Regions from separate parts of the Danio rerio genome. Here region 2 is linked to region 1. Evidence: chromatin contacts called from public Hi-C data. All regions are on one chromosome and are shown on one strand. Each heading gives the region's core, a stretch centred on a gene start, on an enhancer-like site or on the middle of the called end of the contact. The rest is flanking DNA. Distances are from core to core; before and after follow the strand shown.

What was found. Hi-C and Micro-C count contacts between places; a contact is called where the count stands out from the background.
Region 2: a Hi-C map of embryo shows a contact between it and region 1, with 2.4 times the contacts expected there. The contact joins two enhancer-like sites. A contact is called at or near these places in 4 of 18 Hi-C or Micro-C datasets (caudal fin, embryo, hematopoietic stem cells and 1 more).

The regions. Positions count from the first base shown.
Region 1 is chr18:9,774,929-9,781,949 of GRCz12tu, forward strand. frmd4a (FERM domain containing 4A) reads right to left here. Exons shown (of 22, transcript NM_001128535.1): 4 at 4,368-4,452; 5 at 1,491-1,547. Among named protein-coding and RNA genes, the nearest start is that of frmd4a, 28 kb to the right of the region's middle. Within about 2 kb of position 4,318, at least 4 of the 62 cell types and tissues checked have an H3K27ac peak or open chromatin away from gene starts, as enhancers often do.
Region 2 is chr18:9,971,799-9,978,819 of GRCz12tu, forward strand. It overlaps a transcript of frmd4a not described here. Among named protein-coding and RNA genes, the nearest start is that of impdh1a, 64 kb to the right of the region's middle. Within about 2 kb of position 2,398, at least 9 of the 62 cell types and tissues checked have an H3K27ac peak or open chromatin away from gene starts, as enhancers often do.

The DNA.
Region 1 (7,021 bases), core at 3,068-5,567:
TACACAGCATAATCCAATGAGTAAAATCTACTCAGTTCAGAGAGTATTTTTTCCCTCTTTATAGTAAGGCAAACTTTATCTTACTTTATAGTAAGTAACGTTAGTAATTTGTGGAGTTGCTTATTGATCCAGTTGATCTTCTGCTGAGATTTTGAGAGATTCAGTGTATTATATTTCAGCTGATTTCATCTAAGGCTGTGATTTCATGTGAAGTCAGTTGTAGTTTTGTGTTTCTCTTCTGTGTTTCTGCTTAATAACGACAGGTGTTCATCATCAGTCCTCAATCATCACTTACTCAATGCTTTCAATGTTTCATTAACCTAAGTAACATTAACTAAATTCAAAGAGGGACCAAATACTTTCTAAACTGAGTAAATTTTACCCAGAGGATTTTGCTGTGTACTAGTACAGGAGCCAATCATCAAGCTTTATAGACTGACTTTTCTCTGGGGGAAACTAACTGTTTTTACGACAGTTTGGTGATCAACAAACAAACTGGAATCTCTGCGAATACCTGCTTCACAGACATAAAAAAACATCCATATAAAGTTTGAACTCTGTGCTTTTAAATAAAAAAAAAAACAACACGTAGGTTTTTACTTTTGTAATCTGCATGAAATATGAAATGAAGGCGGGGTACAGTCCATCTTGTCAAACGCACATCACATGACAGCAGCAACTAATAAATCACCAACAAATTTGTAAACAAAGCGTCGCTGTCATTTCTGGAGGAGAATCGCCATCAAGACGAGTTGTAAATTACTTCAGAAGACCAGTGCGACCAGACGATCATTATCCAGAGGATGATAATGTATACCACTGCCATTAATGAGGTTGGTGTTGTGATCTTGTTCATTACGGGTGCGCATGCTCATTAGCTCACGTAACCTGAAAATATGCCTATTTTGATTTGAACGTTTAGAAGCTAAACTTATGAGACAGATGTTGTTTAATTTTATTGGTGATTCCAAATACTGTATTTACTGTAATCGTAAGCTTGGCAAACAGTTTTGGAGAGTTTGATGTTTCCCCATTCAGACAGAATGCCCCAACAAGATGGCTGCCAAGTAAATTACTCCCCTTAAAGAGACTTTGATTGGAAATAACAGACTTGTGAGCGGAAAAGACGCAATATCGTCATTTTTGATCTCCAGCAGTTGATCTTCAGACATGCTGGATTCACCTGATTTGTTGACAAATGCATTGCGTATCCATTTCTTGGCAGTTTGTAAGTCCTTCACTGGGTCTTTTTAACCTTTAAATGTCATTTTAAGCTGAATACTAGTAAAATATCTAGTAAAATATTATGTGCTGTCATCATGGCAAAGATTTTAAAAAATCAGTTATTAGAAATGAGTTATTTAAACTATTATGTTTAGAAATGTGTTGAAAAAATCCTCTCTACAATAAACAGAAATTGGGGGAAAAAATATACAGGAGGGCTAATCATTCTTCAACTGTAGGTGGGCAGAAATGCTAATAGATTTTACCTGTAAGATGTAGGATGCTAGTTCAAACACCACCTCGCTGTCCACTTCTATGAGCTCCTGTAAAAAATAAATAATTAAATGATTAAATAAAGAGGTTGGGGATCACAGCAGACAGGACATCTTCATTAATCTGTCCCTTATCTTATCTCTCTCGTCTTTTAATGAGCTGATCTGCTGACTTATCACTGAAGGGTCTATCTATGTCACTCCAGCTATTTCCTGTGTAATCAATAGGAGGACAAAGCCACATAAGCACACATGGGTTTTAGGTGAGGGGGTTATTGAAGTGTAGGGGGTCCGTTTTTCTTTAATGACCAAGTCAAATGGAGCGATTCATTAGCTTTGCTGAGTATAAGAATTTCAGGAATGTCACACACACACACACACACACAGACAGACAGACAGACAGACAGACACACACACACACACACACACACACACACACACACACGCGCGCACACACACACACACACACACACGAAAAATTAAATTGTAAGCAATGAGCTCATGGTGGGAATGTGTGGTATGTGACCAGTCAAACACCCATACAAAAATATCAAATGTTTTTAGAAAAAGGAAACTATAAAAAGAAGATGAAAAAATGAAATAGCAGAAATTCTGATTATTATTAATATTATTATAACCTTTATTTCACCAGGAAAAGCACATTAAGATTAGAAATCTCTTCTACAAAAGTCTCCTGGCAAAGATAAGACAGTAAGCATGGGTTTAATAAACAAACAAATAACAGGTAACATCACTTATCCATCAAAACACACATACAATGACAGTTCAAAACTATTCTGAACATCTACAGGTCAATGTTTCAAACTCCAAATCATATTAAATCTTTTTAAGAGCCTGAGTTGAAACCAACTCTTTAAACTGCAACTATGTTTGACGTTACGCACCACTGGTAAAGACAATAAATAAACTTCCTGAAACTGAAGGCTATAGATAGAGACAGTTTTTTTTACAAATGTAAGTTTGGAGATATGAGGGGAGTAAACCCAGAGTAGACCACTGCCATATCACCCTGTAGGCCAAGACCAGTTACTCACTGAAGCTAAGCAGGGCTGAGCCTGGTCAGTACCTGGATGGGAGACCACATGGGAAAACTAGGTTGCTGTTGGAAGTGGTGTTTGCGAGGCCAGCAGGGGGCGCTTAACATGTGGTCTGTGTGAATCCTAATCCCCTAGTAAAATGGGGGACACGATGCAGTCAGTGAGCGCAGGACAGCTGTGGTGTCACCCTTCTGATCGTTGCATAACGTGATTACCCTCTAGCATGCAAAAGTAACTCAGATATTAATTCAGGGTTTAGAAAAGTTTTGATTCTGCACTTTTGGCAGAAGCCCTTTCAGAAACAATCTTTCTTTTCATGCATACAAGGCTATGTTGGTCTTTCAGAAAGAATTTCAGATTGATGCAGAGTTTGCCTAATGACATCTCTCTGTCAGCAATAGTTCTGTGCTTTACGTGTGTGTGCGAGTGTCTTATCTGTCTGCTTAAAGAGGCTGCGCAGAAATTCAAATTCTGTTGACAGACAGTTTGAGATACCTGTCGTAATGTCGGTCCGACAATATTTAATTGGATAAACATTTTTTAGTTTTATGCCTTGTGCAGAATATAAAAATAAATATAATAAAATTTAGATCATTTACTTTAATCATTACTAATGGAATGTGAAGAGACTTTCAAACAGCACGACACTAGATGTTTCTGAAGACAATCATCTACTGCACCTTTCATGCATTTTAAAATACAATGAATATATTTTAAAATACAAAAAATCTGTTTTATAAAAATAATAATAATAATAATATTATTATTATTATTATTATTATTATTATTATCATCATTATTTTTAAGCATTTTTAGCTTTATTCATCAGTGTCACATGATCAGTCAGAAATCATTTCCTGATGTGGGGACAGAAGTTACAATACTAGTTATGATTAGTAATGCACCATGCTGCACAACTCACCCACTACATATTTACATGTACGCCAAGCTGATTTCACTAATTTGGACCTTTTCCTGGATAAACATCTATGTTGATCCTGGGACAACATTCCAATCAGCCAATCAGAATTAAGGGATACATTTACTGTTTATGTTAAGTTTAGGCATTTGGTTAGGGTTATGCACTTCTACACAATTGTTATCCAACTATTTTTGCCCTCTGCTTTTGGGAATAATTTACAAATATGGTTGGGTTTAGGGGTAGGGAATAGGTATGGATCACATTTTACAACAAAAATGATGGTCCAGGATCAATATAGATGTTAATCCAGCTAGGATCACATCGTGCTTGGCAAAATCATGACTGACATATTTACATATATATATATATATATATATATATATATATATATATATATATATAGTTTTAATATAAATAATATGTATAAACTAATTATTTCAAGAAGCCTTTGTCTAGGAGTAATGTTTGGATATAAAATCAGCTCGGTTAGCTAATATTTTACTATACAAATGATCCTTAACACATATGACGATGCTTATATTTACACTCATTCATATGCTTTTATTAATTTATTACATCTCTTTGGCACACATCAATTGTTGTTTTATTTGTATAATTATTTGGAATTTTAGGACCAAAGCAATAGTACCTGGATGCAGACTTGGATTTGCAAGCTGACACTGCATATCTCACACTTGCAATGTCAGACACCATGCACTCAACGGTGCTGATGACGTCACTGTGAGGGTTGCGGTTAGGATTGGAGTTAGGTGTGGGCATAAAAAGGCAACTCAGCTTGCAAATGCACCAAGTCTGCATCCAGACCTCAAGGAAGCAAAGGGGCAGTAGCTAATACTGCTCTCTAGTGGTAGACCAGTGATAAACACGTACCTTATAGATGCAAGACTTTGCATTGAGGAAGAACAGCTCGATTGTGGCATTATCCTTAAGGTAAGAGATGCTTTCAATGTAGAACCTGCAAAAGAGGAAACGTATACATCAACACAATGGCAAAGTAAAAACAGAAGTAGTCACTTAAATAATATAACCAATTCACTGACTAAAACAACCAATCACAGGTTATTATGAATATGATTTAAAGGTTTTCAGTACAAGTAATCAATTCTAATTGCACTTCATCAACCATTTACACAGTTTCAATGAGCTCACTGAAAGACACAAGTTAAACCAAACTATTACATTAAAGTAGTCAGTAATGTCCTAATTTATAAATATTTGAAAACAAATTGAAAAAATACTTTGATTGATTAATAATTATGTAATTAGATTTCATAATGAACTTCTTACATTAAAACAGTCCCATTCGTAACGCAGTAGTGTTCAACACTGAATATATTGAATGCAGATGATTTGCTTATCAAGGATCCTCACATCTTCATGGAAGACATTTAATTGAAACATTTAATTTAATTTGCTTTTTTGTATCTCAACAATTAAACAAACCAAAAAATTACACTAAAACTAGAAATAACAAGCTCTGTTGAAGTGGCGGGTCAAATTAAAGGTTACCATGGGGCCAACTTTGGTCTGCTGGCCCTTGTTTGGGCATATCTGCACTAGACTATGGATGCAGATTCATAAAGCAGTCGCTAGAGGGCATTATAAACACTCCCAATATCCTCTTACTGTCATATCCCTGTCAAAAGCCGCAAAAAGAAAACAATTTCCATTTTACAAGCTTCATTTGGCACTCAGATTTGAGTTAGCAGCAAGTACAACTGCAAACAAACACATAAATAAGTAATCGTCTCAAAATCAGCATAAATAAACAAGTGCTCTCAGCAAGGCGCTTTTCCTTTCTGTTAAAGCCGTGGAATTCACACATGAACAATTACAGACATGCATGTCAACACATATATGTACAGATAGCCTTAAACATACTGTATATAAGCCATGCACTGGACTTAAAATGAACCCTATATGGTACTCGATACACAAAGACACATACTTTGAATCAATGGCTGGCTGTTTAAAGGGGAGCTATCATGCCTCTTTTACAATTCGTAAAATAAGTCTCTGAGTGTGTATGTGAAGATCAAAATTCCCCACAAATAATATTTTTATCTCTGTGAAACTGCCCCTTTTAGGCTTTGATCCAAATTGATCCGTTTTGGTGACTGTCCCTTTAAATTAAAATGAGATTTTACTCACAGAACTATTTTCAAAAGAAGCTGCAAAAACCTATGCCTCAGATTCAAAACAGGATAAACCTTTAATATTATTACTGAGTGTTGATTCTACATTGAATTTTACCAAGTTACAAAAAAGCTGTTTGGCTAGCTGGCTAACTTAAGATCTGCAACAAAAAAAAAACAACAACAACAAAAAAAGATTAGCACAGCATGGGTTTTCTCTACATAACTTGGACATGTACAAGTTGTTGGCACAACTCTGGGACATTATAATGTTGGAATTATCCACAGTTAGAGTGAACTTGTGAAGGCTCTCGCGAAAATCTGGACTGTAGCTGCTGACCAAATCTCCTTGTTTATTGCACAAAGCATCGATAAGGACCCAGAATGATTGGCTTATGTTCTATTGATCTCTCATTCTTGATACTGTACTTTTGTGAATTTTCTTTCCTGTTTTTTCTGTTAAATTCTATTTATTGGATACGCCAATTTAAAGAGACCGCAGGGGGTGGTGGTAGTTGAATTGATATATGTCATCCATTTATTAATTTTCTTTTCCGCTTAGTTTCCTTATTAATCAGGGGTCACCACAGCGGAATGAACCGCCAACTTACCAAGCATGTTTTTACGCAGAGGATGCCCTTCCAGCCGCAACCTATGACTGGGAAACATCCATTCACACTCATACACTACAGACAATTTAGCTTAACCAATTCACTTATAGCGCAGGTCTTTGGACTTTTAGGGGAAACCGGAGCACCTGGAGGAAAACCACATGTCCTTTTCAGTGGACCGAGTTCAACTCCACCTCGCGGTCTTATGCCAATCCTTCCCCTCTCTCTACTCCCCAGGCTTTCCTGTCAATTCTCTCTACTAGCCTATCTAACAAAGGTGAAAACCCCGAAAAGGTAATTATATATATAAAAAAAAAAGTCGAAGACAGTGTCCATTTGTGCATCCAAAAAATCTACATTTTTAAAGCCTAATAGTCACTGACATTATCTTCGGTAGGTATGGTGCGAAAACTCTTATGGGGCATGGCTGCTTCTCACTTAGGGCTGTCTAGGTTAAGAAGGGAGAGATCGTCACTAATTGGTGGGGCTTTCCCCCTATATTGCTTCCTAATTACCTGCCTTTCTCTGAATAAGACAATAATATGATAAAGGTATTTATATAAGTTGCTTTTTGAATGATCGTTTACATGTTATAGCACATAGTTTAATTGCCGTCATTGTGTCATCGCACTATCCACATTTACAGTTTCATGTAATTTCAGGTCTTTCATTTTTCTTTTTCTTTTTTTACTTAAACTGCAGTTCGGCTGTTTCACCCGGTAGAGATAGAAATAGTGTCAAACAGTCGTGTGTGTAAGTCCTACATGACGGTAATAAT
Region 2 (7,021 bases), core at 1,148-3,647, 190 kb after region 1:
TTCTAGAGAGCATTTGATTGGTCAAGATTCAATGAGAAATTGAAGTATGAGGTGAGATAAAAAAAAAAATCGTTGATCTATGTAGGCGGAAGTGACAAACTGCAAGCATTACATGTTTATATTAGTTTTATGTTTTCTAATGGCGATTGTTGTCACTGATTGGGAACACACTAGCTTATAGATAACCTTAAAACTAACAGACTGAAACTAACTTTAAAAATCGTAATAGATTTAATGAGAATGAGGAAACAATGGTGTTTGATACTACTGGTTAGGGCTGGGCGATAAAATTGGTATCGGCATTTATTGACAGAACACTATTGTCAATAACAATAAAAAAAAGTTTGGTATGAAGTTTCGTTATGAATCGCTATTATGAAATGAGCGCACAGCTTGGAGTGGTGTGCAAGTGGCGCACACGTGACGCGCACGCATTTTCCAAGAGTGCCTAGTTGAAAAACATCGGAACTTTTCCAAACCACGCTCTCGTGCTTGTCACTTCAGGTCAGAATAACAATACACATGAATATGAGTGCCGTATGGCAGCAGTGAAGCGATTGTAGATAAAAAAGAATGTAAAGATGTCGCCAGAGTGGCTTTTTGGTTTCTTTTCTTGTGCGTACCATCCACTAGCTCCCCATCTGAAAGATTTCTCAGCATAGGGGGTAATGTAGTCATTCAACTTCCCAATTTGTAATGTTGCATAGTGTATTTGAATAATGATGGTAAGTTATTTTACTCGAAAGCTCAGATTTGGTTATCATAATTTGTTTTGTTTACAAAGTTTGAGGTTTACTGTATAATTATTATTGACACCTGACAGATGTTGATCTACCTTTACCATTGGACACACTTTGAAACATTTTATTGATCAAGTTTAAGAATCTCTTAAACACTTATGTTTATTTAATTATAAAGAGATCAGATGTGTTGTTTAAATATTTTTGTTTTGACTATTAAAACTATTTGAATAGTAAAATCCCCCAGCCCTGCTCATGGTATGCCATTTCCATGTACTGAATGGTCAACTATGTCTAGGTATATCCAGATTTTCACTATATGGCACCTTTAAATCTACAAAGAAAACGTGCATGAGCAGCTCAGTCGCCATAGCAACCATTGACAACAATAGGCTGTGGCAGAATCGATGCGTTAAAGTGAGGATCAATGACGAGCACAGCAGACCTGTCATATTATCTCTGAGCAGATTCACACCCTCAGGGCTGCACGTGTGTGTTTGTGTGTGCGTGTGTGTGTGTGTGTGTGTGTTATTGATAACTGCACGGCATTGGGCTTGTTTGAAGAGCATTAACATGTCTGCTCTTGCTCCCCACACACACACACACACACACACACAAACACACACACACACACATACATACATACAAACACAAACAAACACGTGTGGAATATGTGGAGCACACATGTATGAACTAGCAAATCGATTGGAAGTTCATGATGAAATCCCTGCACAACTTTGGTCATTCATTCATATCCCTGATGGCTCTGAGTAAATGCACAATGGAGATGCTGTTTGCTTTGCTCTCAGCTTCTACCAGTCTCAATCTCTCATCATTTTAACTAAAGCACAGGGACAATTATAGGATTTTCTGGTTGGCAGCTGCACATTTTCTGTAATAATTTTTAAGCAATCATTTTTAGGTGGATTGGTGATAGAGAACTTATTTTGATGATGATAATTTTATACAATAGTTTTAGGTGGGTCAACAGTGAAACAACTATTCATTGATGATATATACAGTATAGATATATTTTGATAATATGTGAAAATATAAATATATATAATTATCCCTGCTGAAAAATTCAGCTTAAACCAGCCTAGGCTGGTTGGCTGGTTTTAGCTGGTCGACCAGGCTGGTTTTAGAGGGGTTTTGGCCACTTCCAGGCTGGTTTCCAGCCATTTACAGCCTGGTCTTAGCTGGTCAGGCTGGGAGATGACCAGCTAAAACCAGCTTGACCAGCCTAGCCAAGCTGGGAGTCCAGCCAAAACCAGCTATATCCAGCTTAAACCAGGCTGGTCAAGCTGGTTTTAGCTGGATTTAGCTGGTCATTTTCCAGCCTGACCAGCAAAGACCAGGCTGGAAATGGCTGGAAACCAGCCTGGAAATGGCCAAAACCCCTCTAAAACCAGCCTGGTCAACCAGCTAAAACCAGCCAATATTGCAGTTCTATGTTCAAATCGGAAGACACAAACTTTCAAGTTTCCAACATATCATAAAAGAAAAAGGCGTCACCTCATTGTTATGGAGTGTGACTCACTTAAGTTCTTTCATTGCTTTTTTACAATCTCACTGCACTTTTACAATCGCATTGTGTTCCTGCAGGTCTTGCTTTCATATATCATTATAGGTGATGAAAAGCCCCAGTAAAGCAGGACTTGCATTTGTGTGAAGGAGACCCTGCAAACACTAAAGTATGAAGTCACTCGCTCTGCAGTCGCCTAGCAACTGTCGTCAAGGGCAACCCCTGCCTGGCTTTCCAGACGGCAAGCAGTGATGGCTGCATCTGTGTTTCTTCTTCGCTCCTCACTGCGTTTTTTTTTTGTTGTTGTTGTTGCTGTTGTTGTTTTTTTGGTTCAGTGGGGGTGGGAGACAGCAGGAAACAAGCGGGAAGCGGGACAGTGCGGTCTGTCCGTCATCTCTGATCTCCGTCTCTCTCCCGCCTCCAGTGCCAGGGCAAACATGCAAACACACACACACACACACATAAGCACAAACAAAAAGAAGGACAGCCAGCCAGTTTCTGCTCTGTGTGACGTCCATTCATACAGCTAATGGCAAAACATGATTTTTCAGGCTATTCTGCCCATTTCCAAGGCTCGAAATCTATCTGTGCTGCATCCACCATTTACGTCATCACTGTATTCAATAACATCATCAGATGCAGTCATTTCTTACGCACTGTGAATAAAGTAGTGGGTTGCGATGCCCAAATAGAGGGCATGCAAAGGCTGAATGCAAATAAATATCTGATTAGGAAGGTAAAATTAGGTGTTAAATTTTACCTTTGATGGCCAATTACACTTACATGTATTAATCTAGATCAGCGGTTCTCAAACTTTTGTCATCAAGTACGACCTCAGAAAAAAATTGTCTCTCCAAGTACCACCATAATAAACAGTATTGAAATACAGTAGCGTAGTAGGCCTAATTAAGCAGCTACAGCTCTGCACAGTTCAAAAAACAGGCAGATTAATTCCTATTATTAAGAATATTTATTATTGTCAGCCACTTTAAACATTATAAATAGTTTGAACATTAACACTGCCCTGTGCTTACAGGTAAAAAACTAACAAAATAAAATGTCAACATTAATTTAAAAGTTAAATTAAAATGGAAGTCTATAGTTTGAAAAAAAAAAAAAACACTCTTGGACTTAAATGTAATGTGTTAACATATAGTCGACTATTCATCAAAACCTGGATACGTTGCTTGGACCTCATAAATATAGTAATCATATTCATATATAAATAATTTGTAATAAAAGTTTTTAAAATATATTTTGCATGGATATATGACATATTCCTCCACGTACAACTAAAAGGAAGCCCGCGTACCACTCTTACACGTACCACAGTTTGAGAACCATTGATCTAGATGAACGATGGATTATAGAGAAGGTTTTCTATCTGGGATTTAGGGAGTGCTAAAAGGTCTATGGGATTTTTGGAGTAGAAGTCACATTTTAAAAATGCAAATATAATTTGAAACAAAAGTATAAGAATAAAGCATTTAATACAAAATATGATCAAACAACATAGCAAATAATCTAAAATGTGATTGAAATAAATAAAATTCTAATTCACAAAATCAATCAAAATCAATTAAATTTTAATTATTTAAATAAATTTCCAGTCTTAGTCAAATGAATAATCTAGAAAAGTATTTGCACTTAAACCTTTGAGATCTAAAAAGTAAATATATTTTTATTCACCTATTTTTTAAGAACACTGGTTTCCTTTTTGACACTAAAATAAAGTGACACTTCGGTACTGCACAGAATGTAATGGAAATCTGGGTCTTAAAGCAAGACTATTATAAAAAAAAATCACTGTTAAACCATGAGAACAAAACTCAAACTGTGACTTATTGGGCTCAAGACTTGATTTCTGTCCCCTGTAGAACCGACACATGGTGAGTCTCTGCATGAATGTACAAGTGAGAAGACAGAACTTCAACATGTTGCGTCATCTGCTCCTCTCTCCGAGTACCACAGGATTCAATTAATAGAAAACCATCCCCTCCCATAATGGAGAGATTACTGTTATCCCACAGAGTGAGTATTGCAATGCATTTAAGGAGATAAAAGAGGAAATAATGAAATAAAACTCCCCTGAGAGTCTGGCATTACTTCCCATACTGGCAAAGGATTTCATCCATTGTCATACAGTAGACAGACTCAAAATGCATTGCTATTTTAAGATAATGACATTATTTAAAAAAGCAAGTCACATGATGCTGCTTAACCTGTTAAAACATGTTTACAGGCTAACTGAGCTTGTTTTCTTAAGTCTTTTTTGCAAACGCTTAGGTTTATATCTGAACCTAAATTTCATGACCTAAAATTAATCAGTAAAGATTGTAAATTTAACTACTTTTGTAGTAGAATACCGATCCTGATATCTGATAAAGATATCTAAATAGGTGGTTTCATGTTTCACATTTTTAAAAGTGTTGGCAGACATTTAAAAAGACTTTCATTTGTAGGATTTATAGGTGTTACAGAGGATGGATGAATGGATGGATGGATGGATGGATGGATGGATGAATAGATGGACAGAATGAGACTGGATAGATGGATGGATGTATGGATGGAAGGAGGGATGTATGATAGAATGAGACAAGATGGATGGTGGATGGAATGAGACAAGATGGATGGATGAATAGAATGAGATTGGATAGATGGAGGAATGGATGAAACAATGAGCCTTTAGATACACCAGAAAAACAGATTAATAGACAGATGGATGGATAGACTGAGACAGTTTAAATGGATGGATGGAGGGATGAATAGATAGAATGAGAGGATGGATGGATAGACGGGTGGATGAATGGGTGGATGGATAATGGATGGAATATTGAGCGTATACATATACTGAAAAACATGGAATAATATACATAGATGGATGGATAGACTGAGACTGGTTAAATGGATGGATGGCGGGATGGATGGATGGATGGATGGATGGATTGGTGGATGGATGGATGGATGGATGGAACAATATATATATGGAAAGACAGAGACACGTGGGACAATAGCCATATGGATGGGTGGATGGATGGTTGGATGGATAGAATGAGACTAGATGGGTGGATGGATGGATGGATGGATGGATGGATGGATGAATAGATGGATGGATGAATGGATGGATGGAACAACAGATGTATGGATGCGTGAATGTAATGATAGACATATAGATGGACGAATGAAGGAATGGATAGATGGACGATTGGATGGAAAAATAGGTGTGTATATAGACTGAGAAACAGATGGAACAATAGACATTGTGAATGGATGGATGATGGATGATGGATGGATGGATTGATGGGTGGATATGATAGATGGATGAAAAACAGATATATGGGTGCAGATTGATAAGCATTTCAATGGAATAATAATTGGATGGTTGGATGGAGAGAAACACAAACAGACAGAGCCAGAAATAGAAAAATGTATGGATAGATGAGTTGAAAGAGAGACTGATGGATGGATAGACGGATTGACTGTCTGATGGATTAATTAATTAATAAAACAATATATTGATTTATAGGTAAACGATGAATGAATGAATAAACAGACAAATGAATGACAATCAGAAAGACTAGATACACAGATAGATAGATAGACAGACAGACAGACAGACAGACAGACAGACAGACAGACAGACAGACAGACAGAAAGATAGACAGACAGACAGACAGACAGATAGATAGATAGATAGATAGATAGATAGATAGATAGATAGATAGATAGATAGATAGATAGATAGATAGATAGATAGATAGATAGATAGATAGATAGATAGATAGATAGATAGATAGATAGATAGATAGATCCTCTATAAATAAGTAAAACTAGAGGGTTTTAGTACTAGGTGAACCTAGTCTGTGCTCTGAATAAAAAAAAAATTCTCCCAACTTCGCCACTATGTATGAAATATGTATCCCAGACTGAGCTCAAAAGCCTGACCAAACTCATCATTTTTATGAAGCCATTTCTTGTCCTTTGGAAAAGAGATCTGTTGCCATAATTTGAAGCAGTAACACTTTCCTTCACATGTGCCCTGCCATCATAAGTCAGTCCAGCATTACGATGTCATTTAGCACTGCACGGCCACACCAGCGTCCCAGGCCGAGAGATGGCATTACACACGCACTTTACACACTACTCACATGTAATTTATACACACACACAGGCACTTAGAAAACTCCCTTGAGCCCCTACACGTGTGTGAAGGTATGTAGTGATGTATTGTTTCTGACAGAGGGGGATTTCTCCAGAGAAATGCAGCAGACGGTGTCACACACACTAAACGCTGGGAATAAGACTGCTGAATACTGATGCTGGATTCAAATGTCTGCAAAAAGATATAAATACTGTAAAAGCGATCAAGTCTCTTTTGCAAGAGATGTAAGTAAATAAAGTGAAAACTGTCTGGCTATATATATTTTAAGCTATAGATAAAGTTGTTTTCATCCCCTATTTGAAACTAAATTGAACAGAAATTAAATTGAGATTTTTTTTGTCTCCTACTCCTCAGATTGTGTTTTCCAACCTAAAAATCTTAATAATCTCACTTTTAAAGAAAGAGTTAAAGAGTTTTCTTTTCTGCATAGGTAATAAATACAGGGAACTAAAAATTGTACACAACATTTGTTAGCAAATGTAAATGTAAATTTAAAACAATTACACATTAACTAAATTTAAGCAGACTGATGGAAACTGTTCATTCTGTTTACATCACCCAGAGTCTTTGATTCATCTTTTTTTATGAATGTGA